2 separate regions of the Sus scrofa genome follow, and region 1 is linked to region 2. A link is a contact called in public HiChIP or PLAC-seq data. All regions are on one chromosome and are shown on one strand. Each heading gives the region's core, a stretch centred on a gene start, on an enhancer-like site or on the middle of the called end of the contact. The rest is flanking DNA. Distances are from core to core; before and after follow the strand shown.

Evidence for each region. HiChIP or PLAC-seq counts read pairs in DNA pulled down with a chosen protein or histone mark.
Region 1: an H3K27ac HiChIP or PLAC-seq map of alveolar macrophages shows a contact between it and region 2. The contact joins two enhancer-like sites. A contact is called at or near these places in 6 of 47 Hi-C or Micro-C datasets (embryonic fibroblasts, epiblast stem cells, fetal skeletal muscle and 2 more) and 2 of 2 datasets of contacts at active chromatin or transcription factors (alveolar macrophages and skeletal muscle).

Annotation. Positions count from the first base shown.
Region 1 is chr13:82,301,488-82,307,515 of Sscrofa11.1, reverse strand. It overlaps RASA2 (ras GTPase-activating protein 2), which reads right to left. Exons shown (of 24, transcript XM_021069545.1): 8 at 3,029-3,105; 9 at 841-942. Among named protein-coding and RNA genes, the nearest start is that of RASA2, 74 kb to the right of the region's middle. Within about 2 kb of position 3,870, at least 3 of the 83 cell types and tissues checked have an H3K27ac peak or open chromatin away from gene starts, as enhancers often do. A contact at or near this core is called in alveolar macrophages, where this site is marked.
Region 2 is chr13:82,193,516-82,199,894 of Sscrofa11.1, reverse strand. It overlaps a transcript of ZBTB38 not described here. Among named protein-coding and RNA genes, the nearest start is that of ZBTB38, 8.0 kb to the right of the region's middle. Within about 2 kb of position 4,689, at least 9 of the 83 cell types and tissues checked have an H3K27ac peak or open chromatin away from gene starts, as enhancers often do. A contact at or near this core is called in alveolar macrophages, where this site is marked.

The DNA.
Region 1 (6,028 bases), core at 2,621-5,120, 110 kb before region 2:
CAGAGCTCCTGAAAAGTATATTAACTGAATCAGGTAAGGCAACAACATCTAGATCCTAGACATTTAGAAAACAACATTGAAGCCATCCACAGTGCATTTCAGTTGGGTTTGGGGAAGGAAAATCACTGGTTAGATCAAATAAATAGCTGAATCCCTACAATAAACCCTTTGCCTTTCAAAATCCACAGCTCACCTGCCCATTAATAAAGTTTCTGAAGTGCAGATGTTGATCTGTGATCAAGCATCCTCTCACACAGTCAGCTCTTATGTAATGTTTGAAATGTTTTCCATATTTTCTTTAGAGTTAAGATTAAGTTTTTTTTCTTTCTTTCTTGTCTTTTTTTTTTTTTTGTCTTTTTGCCTTTTCTGGGGCTGCTCCTGCGGCATGTGGAGATTCCCAGGCTAGGGGTCTAATCAGAGCCACAGCAACCTGGGATCTGAGCTGCGTCTGCAACCTACACCACAGCTCACGGCAATGCTGGATCCTTAAACCACCGAGCAAGACCAGGGATCGAACCTGCAACCTCATGGTTCCTAGTCAGATTCGTTAACCACTGCACCATGACGGGAACTCCAAGATTAAGTTTTCAGTGGAAAAAATATTCCTAGATAATTCAGTTCTTTTATCTCAGTACCAGAGAACAGGTCATAAAACTAATATAATTGTACTTATATTTCTGCAACAATAAATTAATGATCAAATCAATTAATGTTAATGACTTCGGGCTTATTCCATGAAAAATTTTAAATATGCTTATAGTAATAAGCATTTATGTGCATATACAGTGCATTAAAGAGGATGACCTGCCATGTAGTTCACTACAATGCTTGTCTTCTTACCAGGCTTGATGAGAGGAATCATTTCTTAACACGTTCACAGGGACCTTAATCTCACCTAGGAAAACATCTTGGACCAGGTTTCCATTGTTCCACAAGTCGATCCTGAAAATTTAAAACTAGTTTTACTTTTTGAAAACAATGTGTAGGAGAACACACACAGACAAATGGCTTCAAATTACTATGATTCTTATTATATCACTAATTTTAGGGTTCTGGGTACTTTGACATAAGTGTCTTTGCCACAGACATCTTTGCCTCAAGCATTTTTGCCACAAACATTTTCACCACATAACTAATTAGTCATAAGGCAATTTTTGTCATAAATGATAAAAAGTAAAAGACATTAAAAAAGACACAAGTACCTAAAACATGAAAAATGAATAATAACTAAAAGACTTCACTGCAAAATACAAAATGTTTGAATACATTCAAAATGTATGTAGATTCACGGCAATACGGTACAAATAAATGATTTTATTTTCTGGGCTATACCTAAGCACTTGTCCTCCAAGTCTTTCATTCACAGTATTTAACACATTGTTTTTGCTTGTTGATTTGTCTCCTTATTTGGCATTGTACTTTTTTGCTATAATTTCTTCCTTCCTTAGGAGAGGTATAAGTTTCTAAACACTAGGATGCATATTTGTTTCTGAGCTTCGTATTGCTTCTTAGCATACTGTCACATGTCTATTGATAGATGTTTCAAAATTCTGTGGAAAACATGGGTTCAACTCTGTGCCTTTGTGGCCCTCAGACTATTTCTCCTCCAACATGGTGTATTTCAAAATAAGAAACTCTCAGGGAAAATCATCGTCATCTATCAGCTCGATAAAGCTATCGATAACGTCACCAACTGGAACAAATGCCAACACATTTCAACCAGTTGAAACCAAACTGTCAGACAGTTATTTTATCTTTCACAGCAAATTTGACTTATAGCCAATTAGTTCTGCAGCTAAAATGTTTGTGGCAGAAATATCTATAGCAAAGATGCTCATGGCAAAGACACTAAATGGCCTAAGTACCAGACACATAATCTTACATGCTTAAAAATAAGAGAGTTAGCACTGTCATATACCTATCTAAAATAAGAAAGCAGAATACTGCAGTAGATTTTACTTAAAAGCACAGAAAGTACATAATTATCTTAATCTAAAAGAAAGCACTTAAGTTTCTTAGTTTCAAAGTCTAGGCTTTATTTCAACCTATAGCAATAAGGATTATACAGTTACTTTTTTGAATTTGAGAAAAGAAACCAACACAAGACTACAGTTTCTTTCTCAATTAAAACCAGTTAATATGTAAAAACTGGTGATTTAGACAAATACATTACCTGATCATTCCAAACATGTGATTAATACATCCTTTAGATGAACACACTGTTAACACCACACCTATACATGCATTTACAAAACTTTCCCCCTCCCAAAAAGCATAGATATTTAAGACCTAGGAAATAACGCAAACTTCAAACACATGCACCTGTTGAATTATCTTACAAGACTTCTTACCTCACTGAAATTTCTGTTAGACAGCAGATATGTTAAGAAGAATAAAAAAATTATTTCTAAATTGGCTAATATATACTTTTCTATATATACTTTGCATCCATTATGCTATGATTTCGAAATTTAAGAGCAATTAAATTTGGGGAAAACTGAAAATATAATAGGTGGAAGTTAGATCATTTGTGGTTTTTTATGTTTTGTTTTTTTTCTCTTTGGGGCCACACCTGAGGCATATGGAAGTTCCCAGGCGTGGAATAGGAGCTGTAGCTGCCAGAGTATGCCACAGCCACAGCAATGGCAGATCTGAGCCGCATCTGCAACCTATGCCATGGCTTGCAGCAATGCCGGACCCTTAACCCATGGAGCTAATCCAATCAAACCTTCATCTTCATGGATACTAGTCAGGTTTTTAACCTGCTGAGCCACAATGGGAACTCCTGGTCATTTTGTTTTTAAAATAAATACACCTTGACTATTTCTGCAAAGAAATCAGAATTTGAAGATAATCTGGATTTAAAATTAGATGCATGTTCCTCTAAGTTTGTTTTTTTCCCTTGTAAGTTTCATTGATCAACTTGCTAAAAAGAATTCTGTTATGCTTGATTCACCTTTTTCAGTTAAATTTAGGATTTTCTTTTGGCACAGAAAAATTTAATTCTGTAAAACCCCAAAACACATACCTAATCTCCAGCTTTTCAATGTCCTCCTCTTCTACCTGGAACTGGGACTTTCTGGTATAACTACTGGATCTTGTTACCTATAAACAAAATATTTTAATATAAGAATTTTAAAATACCTTTTCACTACCTGAACTTTACAAAACTACCAGTCCTAAAAGGTTCAACAGCGTTTATTAAAAACAAAGGAAAATGCCTAAGTAATATTTTACTCAAAAGCTAAATACAAGAATAGCTATGGAAGTAGCAGAGAGGTAAGGTGGTGTAAAACTATCAAAATCAATCTTGCCTCCATACCCTTCCTTATCAGTTTGATACACAGCAACACTGGGTTCTCTGGCTTGCATGTAATCTGTCGGTGACTCAGAGTAAAAGCATTCTATTTCAGTGAAGACTTTCCCACATTTCTTAAGATGCCAATGCCACCCTCACACTTCCTTCTCACATTTTTACCGAAAGTATCAAGGCCACCGCAGGAACTTCCTCAACTACTGTCCACCTGAGCACGTCTGTTCTCACCTAGCCCTGTCGTTACTTGATGAGTTTTCTCATCCTCTTCTGAACAAGAGCATGAGATGATCCTCCTCTTTTCTAAGACTGCTCCACCCACACACAGGATGCAGTAAGCATACAGTAAGCATTCAATCTATTTTAATTACAGCTTTCTTTACCAGACTGTTCACCTCACTCGAGTCTGAGAAAAATTCTCCCCTTAAATTACGGTCTTCCTATCTCTTTCCTTTCACAGACAAATATCTCAAAACTGTTATCCATCCTTACAGCCTCCACTTCCTCACCACCCACTCACTACAGAAACTCCTTACAATCTGGCTTCCTCACACATCACCCTCCTAAAACCCTCTCTTAATCACCAAGTCTGATGATGAATTCTTAGTTCTCACCTTCCTTGACCCCTTTATCTGAATGAGTGACCATAGAGTCATACTCCCTTTTCCCCAAGATACCCTTTTCCTGCGTTTACAGAGGCACTATCCTGGCTACTTCCGCTCCCTTTGCTTCTTTCTCTGGTACCTCTTCTTCCTCGAAACTTAGAGATATGGGTGTTCTCCAGGTTTTATCTTTCATTTTGCTCTAAGAGCTGCACAGTGCTGTGCAGTTTACAAAGTGCTTTCACGTCCATTATCTCCTGTGTTCATCAGAACACTGCTCTGAAGCAGGCAGGGCTAGATTTATTACCCTCATCTTGAAAATGAGGAAGCTAAAGTACAGAAATTAAGAGACATACTCAAAGCTGAATACTTAATATGTGGCAAAACTGAGCTTCTTTACTTTTCTTCTTTATTATATACCTCTGCTCCCTGGCTTTTTCTTGACTCTCTGCAAGCAATTCTTGATTCTTTATCTATAACCATCACGCATCCTAGTTATGAACTTCCTATGGGAAGACTTTACATGTCAAACCTCAAGCTCATTATGCCCCAAACTGAACCACTTATGTTTTCCTTCTTAACTTTTCTATTTTTCCAGATTTGAAATCATGAGAACATTTGACTTCTTTTACCTTTTCTGCTATAACTGATTTGTTACCTTGCCATTTGCAGTTTCTTTCTCATTCGTTTCTTCCTATTTCCATATTATTCTCTTAGATCAGACCCCTGCCTCCCTCTTGCTTTTTCCTTTCTTTTTACCCCCCTTTTTACAGCCATACTTGTGGCATATGGACGTTCCCAGGCTAGGAGTCAAATTGGAGCTGCAGCTGCCGGCCTACACTACAGCCACAGCAACAATGGATCCCAGCTGAGTTTGCAACCTACCACAGCTCACGGCAACGTCAGATCCTTAACCCACCAAGTGAAGCCAGGGATCAAACCTGAGTCCTCATGGATACTAGTCAGGTTTGTTACCGCTGAACCAAGACAGGAACTCCGCTTTTTCCTTTTTTTAAAAAACACCTAAACTACAATATTCTCTTGATCTCTGTTCTCTCTCTCTCAGCCATCTAGCCCACAGACCATGGTTAATTCTTCCCAAAACACTGCATTACTCTTATTACCTCCCAGCTAAAAAACATTCAGTGGGTAACATGGCACGTCAGCTTGGCTTTCAAGGCCTTTCATTAGTTGGTCCTACTTTATCTTTTCAAGCTCAGTTCCATCACTCCTTTTTAGTCAAATCACTACTTGCTACTCTTTGGACATAACTGCTTTTCCGACTCTATGTCTCTGCTCAAAATGTTCCTTCTCTAATACTCTTTCCTTTGGCTCCACTCAGCAGGAGCAGAGCTCTCCAAAATCTACTACTGCGTTTTTCTGCTGCATGTATGTATGCATGTGCATGCACTGGGTCTCTTGCTCTAGCTAGAGATCAGAGGTTGAACTTTATAATCAACTCAACAAAGGGCCCTTTGAATGAATGTTTCAAGGCCTAACAGGTATGCATGCATATAGCAAACAGGTCAGGCCTTGACTTTCAGAGGACCATCTGCTTGCTGCTGCAAGTTGTCCCTTTTCTGTTTTCTCCAGGTTAGATGTAACAGCCATTTTAAAATATAGAACAACTGAACTAAGTAAGTCCTTAGCCAGGAAATGGAAAGGTCTCACATTGGTACATTTTCCTTTGCTTTTCTTTCTCCCTTGCTTCCACCCCCAACAATTCTTCCTACTTCAATTTTGGCATTCTCAGCGGTGTTCCTTTATTAAATTACAGTAATCAGAAGTTCTGTTGTGCCACAGAGGAAACAAATCCAAATAGGATTCATAAGGATGTAGGTTCGATCCCTGGCCTCACTGAGTGGGTCATGGATCCGGCTTTGCTGTGAGTTGTGGTACTGGTCGCATATGCAGCTTGGATCCCACATTGCCATGGCTGTGATGCAGGCTGGCAGCTGTAGCTCCAATTTGACCCCTAGCCTGGGAACTGCCACTGCCATATGCCACAGATAGGGCCCTAAAAAGCAAAAAAAAAAAAAAAAAAAGCGCAGTAATCAGGCATGGCTAGATGCACCCTCACTCTCTTCACTTTGAAATATAAAGAAAAACACAC
Region 2 (6,379 bases), core at 3,440-5,939:
GCCTTGTGTTAGCATCTGGAAGTTGCATGATGAGCTGTGTTCCCCCAGAAGGTTCTTCAGAGAAATGAGAAGAGAGGGAGTCTTTGTGAAATAATTAAAGGATGTTAGTAGGCGTTGCCCCTAACATCCTTTAATTATTTAAATTAAATAATTTAAATTAATAATTTAATTGTTAAATGGTACAAACAACACCTTCTTTCCAGGTTCTTCTGAGGACTAAAGATGAAAGCACCTTTAACCACAGTCGCCCCCCCATTCTCCCAGCCCAGACTTGCACAGCCTGGCTAGATTTCTGTGTTGGCCTAGATGTTTCCTCACACAGCTCAGGAGTGGGTGGTGGAAAGTCAAGAGTCCCATTAGTTGTTTCAAACTTAAATTGAAAACACCTCGTTCTACGTGCGTCATGGCTGCTGACACCCTGTTTCCTTCTGAACAGCCTCTTCCCCAGGAGGGTGACCAATCACCCCGGTTTCCCTGGGACTGTCTGGGTTTAGCACTGCCAGTCCTGCATCTTGGGAAAACCCTCCTTCCTGGATGTACCGGGATGGCTGGTCACCCTAGAAGGAGGAGTCGGCGCTCTTACTAGGTGACTCATGTTTGACAGTGCCGGGCTGATGCTGGAAACATCAAGCTAAATAAGCCAGCTCTGGGCTCAGCCCTGAGGGGCTGGTTGTCTGAAAGTTGGGGTGCAACTGAAAATGGATGATCCCAGGAGTTCCTGTTGTGGCTCAGCGGAAACAAATCCAACTAGTATCCATGAGGTGGTGGGTTCGATCCCTGGCCTTGTTCAGTGGGTTAAGGGTACGGCGTTGCCATGACCTGTGGTATAGGTCGAAGACGAGGCTCGGATCCTGCGTTGCTGTGGCTGTGGCTGGCAGCTGTAGCTCCGATTCAACCCCTAGCCTGGGAACCGCCAAATGTCATGGGTACAGCCCTAAAAAGCAAAAACGAAAACAAAGAAAATGGATGATCCCAGATTGCTGTGTGGGACTGAGGTGAAGGTCAGCAGAAGTCCTGGGGGCTGTCTCACACAACAGTGCAAACTGGACCCTTTTGAGTGGGCTTTTGACCTAGATATTGAGAAATGATTATGCTTGTGGATGGGTGTGGGGTGGGGGTGGGAATGGACATTTCAATATGGCTCGGGGCTTGTACAGAGTGTGACAGAAAGCCAGGCATTTCGAAGAATGGTGACAGCAAGCCCCCCTCCCCACCCCCAAACATTTGCAGCCTTGGGAGCAAGCACAGAGATGGAGGCCTATACGATGTGTATCAAAATGTCTAGAAATTCTAAATCAGGCTAACGAGCTCTTAATAAAATAGGCTCTATTCTCTCTCCTTGACAAACTCACCTTCATTGCAATCTGGAAGGCCAGGTCTGAATTTGGAATTCCCATCTCTTTGGTGTTCCGGGCTGGAATGAGACAGCACAGGAAGGGCTGGGCCCTGGTCTTCCTCCATCCCTTCCTATCTGCCCTCCTGCTCCTTCCCACACTGCTGGGGGCCTCGTGTGGACCCTGAAACTACATCCCAAACTCTATCCACATCCCTTGCAAACAGCTGTCCCTTGCCCATCCCTGGGACCTGGGGGAGTGACACTGGCAGAGAAGAGGCCTGAGCAGTCCCTGGAAGAGAACAGGGAATTTTTCTTTCTTTTCTTTTCTTTTTGGCCACACCCGCAGCATGTGGAAGTTCCCAGGCTAGGGATGGAATTGGAGCTACAGCTGCCAGCCTAGCCCACAGCCACAGCAATGAGAATAGGGAATTTTCAGGTCCTGGGTACTCTGAGTAGGATGGCACAGACTCGCGGTGGACACATCTCTGTTGGTCCTGCAGATTCTTTGCCTTGAGGGGAGGGGACCCCTGGAGGGGTCTAGGACAGGGCCCTCTTGCCTGGTGTAAGAATGATGCAGAGTGGTGAGGAGCTCCCAGTGGCTGGAACGTTGTCACATCAGCTGATTCCGTGATGAGAAATGACAGAAACAGTGGCCCTGAATTCTTACCTTTGGTCTTTATGAGCAGAAACATCAGAGGAGACCTGGGAAATGGACCACCGCTCTCTTTAATCGCCACATTCACACAGGAGCTGGTCCCATCTGAGTCAATGTGTGGGACCTGGCCTTTCCACCCAGTAAAAGTGAGAAGCTAGAAATTAATAGGACCTAAGCTATACACTTCTCAGGTTGTCAGAGTTCGGGGGAGAGACAAGCCACTTGGGAACGAGTCGGTTTCTTTCTGGAAACCACCCCATTGCTCCGGGGATGTAAGTCTTTCTAAGTAGAGATGTCATTTCCTTGTTTTTTCATAGAACGGTCAAAACTTAATATTTTATTAAGTCAAAACTTGCGTATTTATTCCAGATAAATATTTTTTAACCTTCATTAAAATTTTCACACATGCAAAGGTAGAGTATGTATTCCTAATTCATTTTGCTGTACACCTGAAACTGATACACTGCATGAGAGGCCCCCTCAGTTGACCCCAGTCAAACCACAGAACATATGAAATAATAATAAATATTTCTTTTTGTCTTTAAACTCATCTAGCGGTTTCCTCTCTGCTTAAGCCCTGCAATGGATTTTCATCTTGCTTGGACCTGTGCTACATCTCTCTGATAGCATCTCCTAACTCTCAGTCCCTCATGGGCTCCCCTCACTCATGCAGTCATAGTCGGTGGTGAGGTGGAATCTCGAAGCAGTCACAGCTCAGCCCAGATCCAAGAGGGTGGAGGAATAGACTCCACTTCACTCAGCCATAGCCCTTCTGCTCTCAGGGTAAAGGTTCAAACTCTTTGGCCAGGCACATGAAGCCCTGGTGATGTGTCCTTAGCACGCCTCTCCTGACTCACCACCCCAAACCCCAAACCTACACTCACTCATGGCTTCTTTATTTTAGACACTGCTACTTCGACCTGCCCCCACAGGGAAGGCCAGGCTCTGCCAGCACTAGCTCAGTGCCAACTCTCTCCGCTTTGGTTCTGAGCCCCTAGGAGTTTGGGACTTATTTTGAAACTGTCTATTGCTTCCTTCCCTGGACTCAAGTTCCCTGAAGTCAAAGGTGACCTCTTATATCTCTCCAGCCATAGCCTTGACAAATGCCCAACACTCAAAATTAAGCATATTTTCAATAAATGAATTAAAATTCTAAGTTAGCATTGTTACTAAATTTTAAATCTCTGTAAAGTGTAACATAATGAAAATACCCCTATAATTACACAGAAGTCATCACTTTAAAAATTATTGAAAAAGATGCTTTCGACTTAGTAAAATATTCTAAATCAAATTACTTGCTATCTTAGATACCAAGAACGAAGTAATAAAAATGTAATCCCATTTCTGTTATAACCAGGTCTTCCATTAGTTGCCTAAATTTGGAGCATTTAGTTTTAAAAATAGCACACCAAGTCAACTTGCCTGGTCCCCCATCATCTTGCTTGAAGAATCAGGATCCAGGGTGCAAACTAGGGAGAAAGGAAGGGGCAAAAAGGGGTTAGATTAATAGACGGTACGGATGGGGGTGGTGGTGAGAAATTCTCAGATACAGAGGAACTTGAAAAGGAAAAATTGTTGCCCCTGCAAAGAGGAACCAATGCAGACAGGGGGCGGGGAACCAAATCGATCAACAAGGGATGAGAAAAGAGGAAGGTCAGCGATAGGAATGAAAAGACCTGACGTCATTAAAAGAATAGGTACAAGCAGGGCTGCTCTGCATGATTTTTGTCTTCCATCCAGCTAGTGTCTCAATTGTTACAAATTCTTTCTGTTGTCTTGATAATTAGTTTTGGCATATAGCAGTTTGGGAGAATTTGGTTTGGGGTGCCCTTCAAAATAAAATTGATGCTATGGGCCAGCCATGCGGACTGGAAATCTGACTTGTTTTCCCTGCACTGGTGATGGATTGAGCTGCTTGAGCCACCAGCCCTCCCTTTCACACTACCCTTTGTGACCAACTCTATGGTCTGGGATGACAATTTTCTTTTCTCTCTACATGAAAAACGACTCGTTTCTAGTAGCATTAAATTATGATTTCATTCCATATTTTTAAAAAAGTGGACAAACTCTTACAAGCTGACTTCATAGGGCAATATCCCAAAATATAAGAAAAAACCAAATGCCCAAAGTATTGAGGCCTCAGTGAATCAGTGTTGAGTCTAGGGATGCTGAGCCTAACACGGCTGCCTTACAGCTGTCACTGTAACAACTACCATTACAAGCTGCACTGCTTTGTTGGGTCTCTTTTTCTCACTCTCCATTCAGTTCAGTTCACATTATGCATTTTTCTCCAAGGTGTTGAGAAGGAACAAAAACATGGGCTTTGGAGTCAGGCAGCCCTGGGTTGGGGGTCCTCGCTCTATCTGGCTGTGGGATCTTCTCAAAGTCACTATTAAGTATGGATAATGAGGTCTACCTTCTAGGGTTGCTGAGAAAGGACAAATGAAACAGCCCATGGAAAGAATGTTGCCAAATACCTAGGAGTCAGTATGTGTAATTTCCTGTGGATGAAGTGGAGCTGACTACTTCCAAACTCTTGATTTATCATAAGCTCCAGTCTATCCAAAGCACTAAATGATAACAAGATTTCAGTCTCTTTTATTCTGCCTTTTTTTTAATGTCATATTCCATTTGAGTCCTAAGCATGTAAGCAGGTACCATGGAATGTAAACAAGGAAACAGAATATACTGAATGAATCATATGTGAAACAATGCTGTGACTCACACAGATGCAAGAGCTGCTTGGCTGCCCGAGAGAATTAACATTAGAATGTTTAAAAAGAGACAACATAGGAATAAGCTATTTTAGTCAAGCAAAAACAAATTTATATTCATTAGTTCTGAAAATAAAATTAGACTTTTCCAACCCTTAACATCTGCATTTAATAATATCTTCTAACCAAAATACAGATGTGAAAACAGCAAATTACAATATAATCTTGTACAGCATACAGTATGTTCACTGTTCACACTTTACTTGAATTCTAGTTGGTCGTTATGTACTCAATGCATAAACATCACTTATAATAAAATTTTCACAATTAACAAAAAATGTGACAAGGCTGTCTTAAAACGGCTCTGCTATAAATTGTATAGAATATACAGAATTACAAAGTCAAGTATTTTTTATCAAAATATACACCCCTCCCTGAAACTAACACAAGCTATCAACATTTTAAACGAATAATACAGTTATAGAAAATATTTGCAAAATTATTTTTTCATGTATAAATATTCTGCCATATTTACTTTGGTCTAGAATTATTAGCATACAAGTCCACTTAAAAAATACCCACGTGTAAGGGCTGGGAGACATCACTACATGTAATAATTTTATATTTGGAGTTACCTCAAATCAAAATGACTGAAATACACAATAATTCTCCTTGATTCATAAGCCTAATTGAGATTAAACAAATGAGTCGGTCACAGGATTGCTTATTTGATTTTCTAATCAATGCAAAAATGATTTTCATAAGCCCTTTGTGACTATCTCTTTAACAAAACCCAAATGAATAGTGCAGGTATACATATATACAACATATAAAATAAAGTTGAATTCATCTGCATTTTCCCATTTTCCTCTATTACATAATACTGTTTGTAAGTGAAAGTAGATGAACTAAAAAGATAAAAGATAAATGCAAATACAGTATCGGGGTTATTTAACAGCAAAGTACTACAGTATAAAAAGGTCAGCTTTGATCATGTCCTTTTCTAGGTGTTTAAATGCTTTCTTGCCCACCCCAATCCATACTAAGTCTTCTTTGTGGAGGCATCACAACACTTGGAGAGAGAAACTGGAGTCTTTTGAGCTACTTCTTCACAACAATTAACTGTGCAACCTTGGGTTTCCAGCTCTCAAATCCCATGAACATGCATGGCTGCAGGTCCTCCTTGAGCCAGGTTCCAGATTCTGCTCATACTTGTGATCAAAGGGTAAGAATGTATTCTCTCTCTCTCTCTCTCCTATTCAGGCCGATTAATAAGTAAGAATCATGAATTCCAGCTCCCCAGGAACCTAGTCCACATGATAGCATATCCTACAGGGCAATTAGATTTTGAGGGCAGTGTTCATGGTGTGGGTTAGCTTAAAAGAACATTAAGAAACAGAAGTGGGTTTTTAGCAAAGTTGTAGATGTCTACAAACATGAAGACAAGGCATCTGGCTTGTGGATATATTTCTGAGTCACATAAGTAAGTGATGGAACTGCGTCACTCCACGTTCTATCCACCCACCCCCAAAAGACAAAGCTCTGTTGGAGGCAAGGAAGGCCATCACTTCCTCTGCCCACCCAAGTCACTAATGGGTAGGGCAGGGCTATGTCTTTCTTTTCTTTTTTTAATATACTTGTGGGCTGCATAATCTCCAAGAAGGCTAACAGTTG